2 separate regions of the Mus musculus genome follow, and region 1 is linked to region 2. A link is a contact called in public ChIA-PET data. All regions are on one chromosome and are shown on one strand. The core of a region is the stretch at or near the end of the contact, and the rest is flanking DNA. Distances in the headings are between cores, read along the strand shown. Region 1 holds the start of 1700063D05Rik (RIKEN cDNA 1700063D05 gene). Region 2 overlaps Ubash3b (ubiquitin associated and SH3 domain containing, B).

The links. ChIA-PET counts read pairs in DNA pulled down with a chosen protein or histone mark.
Region 1: an RNA polymerase II ChIA-PET map of memory CD8 T cells shows a contact between it and region 2, with 6,185 read pairs. The contact joins the promoter of 1700063D05Rik here to the enhancer-like site in region 2. A contact is called at or near these places in 1 of 39 promoter capture datasets (embryonic stem cells), 1 of 15 datasets of contacts at CTCF or cohesin (CD8 T cells), 1 of 484 Hi-C or Micro-C datasets (bone marrow-derived macrophages), 5 of 115 datasets of contacts at active chromatin or transcription factors (CD8 T cells, bone marrow-derived macrophages, large pre-B cells and 2 more) and 3 of 9 other capture datasets (adipose tissue, liver and pancreatic islet).

The regions. Positions count from the first base shown.
Region 1 is chr9:41,204,849-41,207,805 of GRCm38.p6, forward strand. It overlaps 1700063D05Rik (RIKEN cDNA 1700063D05 gene), which reads left to right and starts at 1,307. Exons shown (of 5, transcript NR_040392.1): 1 at 1,307-1,481.
Region 2 is chr9:41,071,685-41,074,646 of GRCm38.p6, forward strand. The region is part of intron 1 of Ubash3b (ubiquitin associated and SH3 domain containing, B); the gene reads right to left. Among named protein-coding and RNA genes, the nearest start is that of Crtam, 69 kb to the left of the region's middle. RefSeq lists an enhancer at 1-2,962. Within about 2 kb of position 1,282, at least 120 of the 459 cell types and tissues checked have an H3K27ac peak or open chromatin away from gene starts, as enhancers often do. A contact at or near this core is called in CD8 T cells, adipose tissue, bone marrow-derived macrophages and 3 more, where this site is marked.

The DNA of each region.
Region 1 (2,957 bases), core at 57-2,556, 130 kb after region 2:
AAGAAAGAAAGAAAGAAAGAAAGAAAGAAAGAAAGAAAGAAAGAAAGAAAGAAAGAAAGAAAGAACTGGGTGATTCTAGGATAAGAAGCTTGGCTGTATGGGAAATGTAGTTGAAGATGAGCCTGGGGTTGAGATGGTGGAGCACTGCTTTCTCGGCTTCTGCTTCAGTCCCACCGGCAACATCTGTCCTTTTGATGATGGACAGTGACCTACAAGTTAAAATAAACCCTTTCCTCCCCAACTCATTTTTGGTCCTGGTGTCTATCACAGCAACAGAACGTTACGCAGAACACTGACTGGGACTCCAGTTGTCACTACACAGTAATATTGCAGGGTAACTTCAGGGTTAGCTGGTGCTGATATAGGGTAAGTCTGGCAAAGGTCTACAGCAAGCTCTGCAATCTGTGAGAAAGGAGTCTTGTACTAGTTGCTCCTTGTGTCTGAGGCCTAGTGGAACATGTAAGCCATACATGGTCTCGGGGTTGGTTTAGAGGACTCTTTGACCAAGAATAACAGCATTAGTGAGCTGACACAAAGGGATCCAGGGAATAATCTCTAAGAATGTGAGAAGCCAAGCAGGTGGGCACCGGCAAGACCCAAGATTTGGGTTCAAACTCTGCCCCCTTGTGGAGAACAGGCTTTATTGAGGGAGAGCTGGGGCAGGGATGGAGGCTGTGACTCTGGATGCGGGGGTGGGGGTGGGCTCAGGACACTGAAGCAGATTAGGGGCTAACACATTTACTATGATTGTTACTAGCACCATGGACAGACAGAGGGTGGCAGCAAGGCAGGGGCTTCTGAGAGAGTTCATGTCCCAGCATCAGGGATAAACAGCATAGTGGGGTCTCTGAAGAGAAGCAGAGCCCACTTGGTAGAATCCACTTCTTTCAGCTCTTGGGGATGTGGAAAGTTCACACCAAGAGCCTGCAGCCAGGCTGCTTGGTACCCAGGTAGGAGCCTGGGAAAGAGATGGTGAAAAGGATTGGCACAACTTTTGATATAAACTTACTTCCCAGGTGAGGTGCCTCAAGGAAAGCCCAGCTAGCTTAGAATTCACAAACAGTGTCCCAGCAGGGTGCCTGCCAGTGTCCCTGAATTGGCCTGAGCCAGGATGTAGTCTAACCTTACAGTCTTAAAGAGCTAAGCATCTGCTGTAGGAAATCCAGGGCCCAAGGACTCTTAGGAGTCCAGTCTAACGGCTTTTATTCTGTTTCCCTCAATGGCTGCATCATAGAGGAGTTTAGCTATCAGGCTGCACTGAAAATTCCAGATTCTGTGAGACTGGGTCACAATCAAGAAGGTCCTTAGTTGTAGTTTGTTGTCTTGCTTGGGTCCCTGCAGTTAAAACAAGATGCTCCTCCCTAGGTTATTATAAAACCCAGCAACTCGACCTCCCGTAAGGAGATCTGGGCTTTCAGAGGAGAAGCTGTGTTTCTATATGATGTCAATGTTTGAAGAGTTTGGACAGTGTTTGAGCTGAAGTGAGTTTAGGTTACAGGCTAATAACTCACTTTATGTACAGGAGGAAGAAATGGAGATGCCCGTCTATTTAGGCGGGGCTGTCCCAAGCGTGGAAGATGGGTGGAAGATGATTTGCATGAATGCTGGGTAGCATGGGCAGAGGAGCGATTTCCCAGCGTTGACTTAATCCTTGGTTTGTTTTTTATTTTCAGCCTTTTAACCCTGCTCTGCTCTTTATGAAACTGTGTGTCACAATGTTAGTCCACTCTGGCCTTAAACTTGATCCTTCAGCCCCAGCATCCCAAGTCCTGGGATTATAGTTAAGTTTCTCCACACCAGGCGTCCCAGTGATTTCAATAGATGAGCAAATTTGGGAGTCAATGAAATGGGAGAAAGACCCGTGTCATAAGGCATCGTAGAACGTCATTACTGCCGCCCCCGCGTCTAATTGCCGAGGACAAAGAGGGAGAGAGCTACTCAAGGTAGACATTGGAGAGAGCAGAGGGAGAGAATGACTGTATTAGGGATGTACAGTAGGGGGTGGGAGGGGCAACTGAGAAAAGGAGAACTCCAGAGATGCGATTCAAGGGAATTCTCTCCCTTCTGAGCAGAAGGTCCTGGGGTGCCCTAGCAGACAGCGGAGCATTAGAAAGGGCACAGCACTCCTGGACATTTTGCTGATGTTGTATAGCGACTGCATTGCAGGGCTGTCCTGGGAATATTTCTGTGCTGGAAATACGCCCCAGCCCCCGTTTGTTGTTGTTGTTTTATTTTGTAAATAACTAAGAGAAGAGAACTCCGTTGTTTTGCCAGATGGGATTCATTCGTTAGGTACAATTTATTCTTTTACTGTCACATAAACCCAATTCTAAGCATTCAGTCTGTGTGCAACTGTGACTGGGCCCTCCCCTAGAAAATTGTGCTGCTCTTGCTTAGAGAGAACATGTCTGCTTCCTTCTTCAAAGCTTTCCCTTGAACCCCAGGCTTCCAGCTGGAGGACCAGTGCCTGGGAGCTCTAGAGAGAAAACCCAAGGCTGCCCAGGATTCCTTCCGGAACGCGTCATTGTCAGGAAAAAGAGAGGGCCTTGATGTTAGACACAGACAACTCCTGGGGAGGCGGAGGTGAGGAGTTCTCACCGTGTCGCCAAAAGGACACACGGACTGTGAAGAGAGGATTTGATCCTTTGAGAGGATTTGTGGACCAGATGCTCCACAGGACTAAGTCTGGTTTATACAAGCCTGGAAATGAAGAGCTGCTGGCGCCACTGGGTGGCAGCGCTGAGCTCGTCGTTGCTTCTCTTTAAGGAGTTACGTCACTCTGTGCGTCCGCTTAAGACACACTCAGAACCGAAACTGCGCATGCCCACGTCTCGGTCAGGTGGTGGTGACGACCTTCGAAACGGCAAAAATGAGCCTTTAGGACTCCTTTGTCTTCTTTCTTCACAATGTCTAACCATCCCTCAGAATAGCTAGGTTATAGGGTTTCGTGCTATTAA
Region 2 (2,962 bases), core at 32-2,531:
TAAAAACAAATTTTAAATGTAGGGAACCATTTGATCACTAGAAAAAAATAGTTATTGGTTTGTTTTTAAAGACAGTCTTGGGGCTGGAGAGATGGCTCAGCGGTTAAGAGCACTGACTGCTCTTCCAGAGGTCCAGAGTTCAATTCCCAGCAACCACATGGTAGCTCACAAACATCTGTAATGGGATATGATGCCATCTTCTGGTGTCCCTGCAGAGAGCAATGGTGTACTCATATAATAAAATAAATAAATAAAATTTAAAAATTAAGACAGAGTTTTACTATGCAGCTGGCCTCAATCTAGCAATTCTCCTGCCTCAAGTGCTGGTACTACAAGTATGGACCACTATGTCTGGGTAAGGTTAAAAAAAAAAAGGAAAGATAAGGAAACAGGGAGAGAGACAGACAGACAGACAGGCAGACAGAGAGACAGAGAGACAGAGACAGGGTGTGTGTTAGCTTACATGTGGAAGTTTCAGCTAGCCACTGGCTCTGCTACCAAAATGTGGTCTCTTGTTTCTGGAGTAGGAAGGGGAGGGTCTGACAGTTCTGGGTGGCTCTGCATGTACTTCAAGGTCAGATGCTCTCAAGAAATTTCCCCATAGCCTTTTCTGATTGCTACATTCAAATGCTGCCTCCAAATGTGGTCAGCCTTGATTCCTGTCAGGCCAACATGTGGTACTGCTCATGCCTACATGGGGCCTGATTCCTTTGGTCCTAACTTAATCCTTCTTCCTCCTTAACCAGTTCACGAATTGCCCCAGAACGCCATGTCCAGCATCCTCTGTGATAAAAGCAACGGGGTCACTGTGGTGTTCAGATACAAGACTCCACAATGAACTCCAGGACCCTGGAGTACTCACAGTTAAATCAGCCTATGAATACCAGAAGGGAAGCAGAGGCAAACCCGTGGTCTATGGCTCTACCAGCTCGTTCTCTCCCTCTCCCCCTCTCCCTCTTTCTGTCTCCTTCTTCTCCTTCTTCCCTCCCCTATTTCTCCTTGCTTCTCTTCATCCCTCCCTTCCTCCCTAACCCCTCCCCCTCTCTCCTGAATATAATTCAACCAGGCTCACACAGATAGGACCTTGAGTCTGAGTTGACAAAATACACTTCTGTCTGAGGGTGGGGGTGGGGGTGGGGGTGAGTGGGTGGGTGGGTTAGGGGAGGATCCTAATGAGTCACTTCCCCTGCTTTACTTCCTTTTTCACTGATACAGCATCCCCAGTGAGTGGGAGGGAGAGATAACCAGGCCTGGGCTGGAACCTCGTTGGTGAACGCAGCAGAGGGTGTGAGCTTGTCCCCCCTCCTTCATGGTCCTCTCCCCTCCCCACTCAAAGCCCAATCTTCTCTCTCCTTTACAATGTCTTCCCGTGTTTAGGTCCGCCCCACAACAGGTGACAAGTCAAAAGCCCGATGGCTCTCCGAGTTATCAGAGTCTTATTCCTTGGATCAGGTGGGAAGTGGAGAAGCTGAGATGGGGACAGAATGGCTGCAGTCCTCCAGCTAAAGTATTAAGAATCATGGCAGTGTGCACTTGGAGGCTGACAGCAGGTATTAACTTACATTAATCTCGCTGTGGCTTCAGTGATGCCCTCCCAGATGCAGAAGCGATCGGATCACATCATGTATACTCCCCATTGCACAGAGCTGGGAATTGTGGGGGTCGGGGCGTGGGGATGGGGTGACACATCTTCAAGGTCAAGGGAAGCCAAGGCACAGTATGCAGTGACCTCAGACTTGAGGATCTGCGTTGTCGGCTGCACCCTGTATCCTTTCGCCATCCCTTTGATGGGCTCCTGGGCAGGTGGATAGAAGGTTGATGCTGGAGGGACAGCCAGGCTCTAGTCCCAGCAACCATTACATGACCTCTGGCATGTCCTCCACCCTCCCCGAGCTTATAGGAAATGAAAGGGGCTCATGGAGTTCTCTCGGGCCCTTTCCACTTCTACTACCTTATGTGTTTTTCTGTGCTGGGAGTCTCTTTTACCCGCAGAGGGAGGAAGTGGGGCTGTGGTTTCCTCCATCTAGAGCTGAAATGAGTAGATAAAACCGAGGCATGGCTGCAGGGAAGGAGGGGGAGGGAGGAATCCTCACTGGGACCTGGGGCCAGATACCAAAGCAAGAGGCATGCTTACAATACTGAGTGCTAGATAAAACAGCCACACCAAGCCCCTTCTTCGTGGGTGACAGCCATCGGCCTTGCTCTGGTCCTTCACTGTAGAGGGGACCAGATAGTCTCTCCGAGTCACGTGACACACTAGTCACGTGACACGGTCTGATCGTCCAGTTGCTTTCTCAGTTGCAACCCAGTTGGTTTCTCCCAAAGACTTCTGGTTCTGGGACCCCCATCCCCCATCCCATATACACATATTAAAATAGATGTAGAGGTCTCTTATAGAAAATGGCATGATGACACATGAATACCCTTCCCAAAGCTTTACTTTTCTTCTTTCTTTCTTTCTTTCTTTCTTTCTTTCTTTCTTTCTTTCTTTCTTTCTTTCTTTCTTTCTTTCTTTCTTTCTTTCTTTCTTTCTCTCTCTCTCTCTCTCTCTCTTTCTCTCTCTCTCTCCCTTCCTTTCTCCCTCCCTTCCTCTTTCCCTCCCTCCCTCCCTTCCTTTCTTCCTTTCTCTTTTATTTTGAGATAAGGTCTTTTTATGTATCTGTGGCCCCCAAATTCTTGAAATAATCTCTAATACCAATAAAGCCAAATGTAATGTATAATCACCACAGTCTTATTATGTAGAGAATGTCGAGACTTTTTTGCATATTAAGATCAGACACACATTTTTTAATACCTTTGATTGGCGACTAATTAAATAATACACATGGAGAGAGCGCTAAGCGTACTATTTTATGCCCAGTAGTAAAGACCACAGAAAAGACAAGAAAGCAATTCTTTAGAGAAAACAAGGCACAGGGCTTAGCTTATCAACAAGTTTGGGGGCTAGAGAGATGGCTCATTG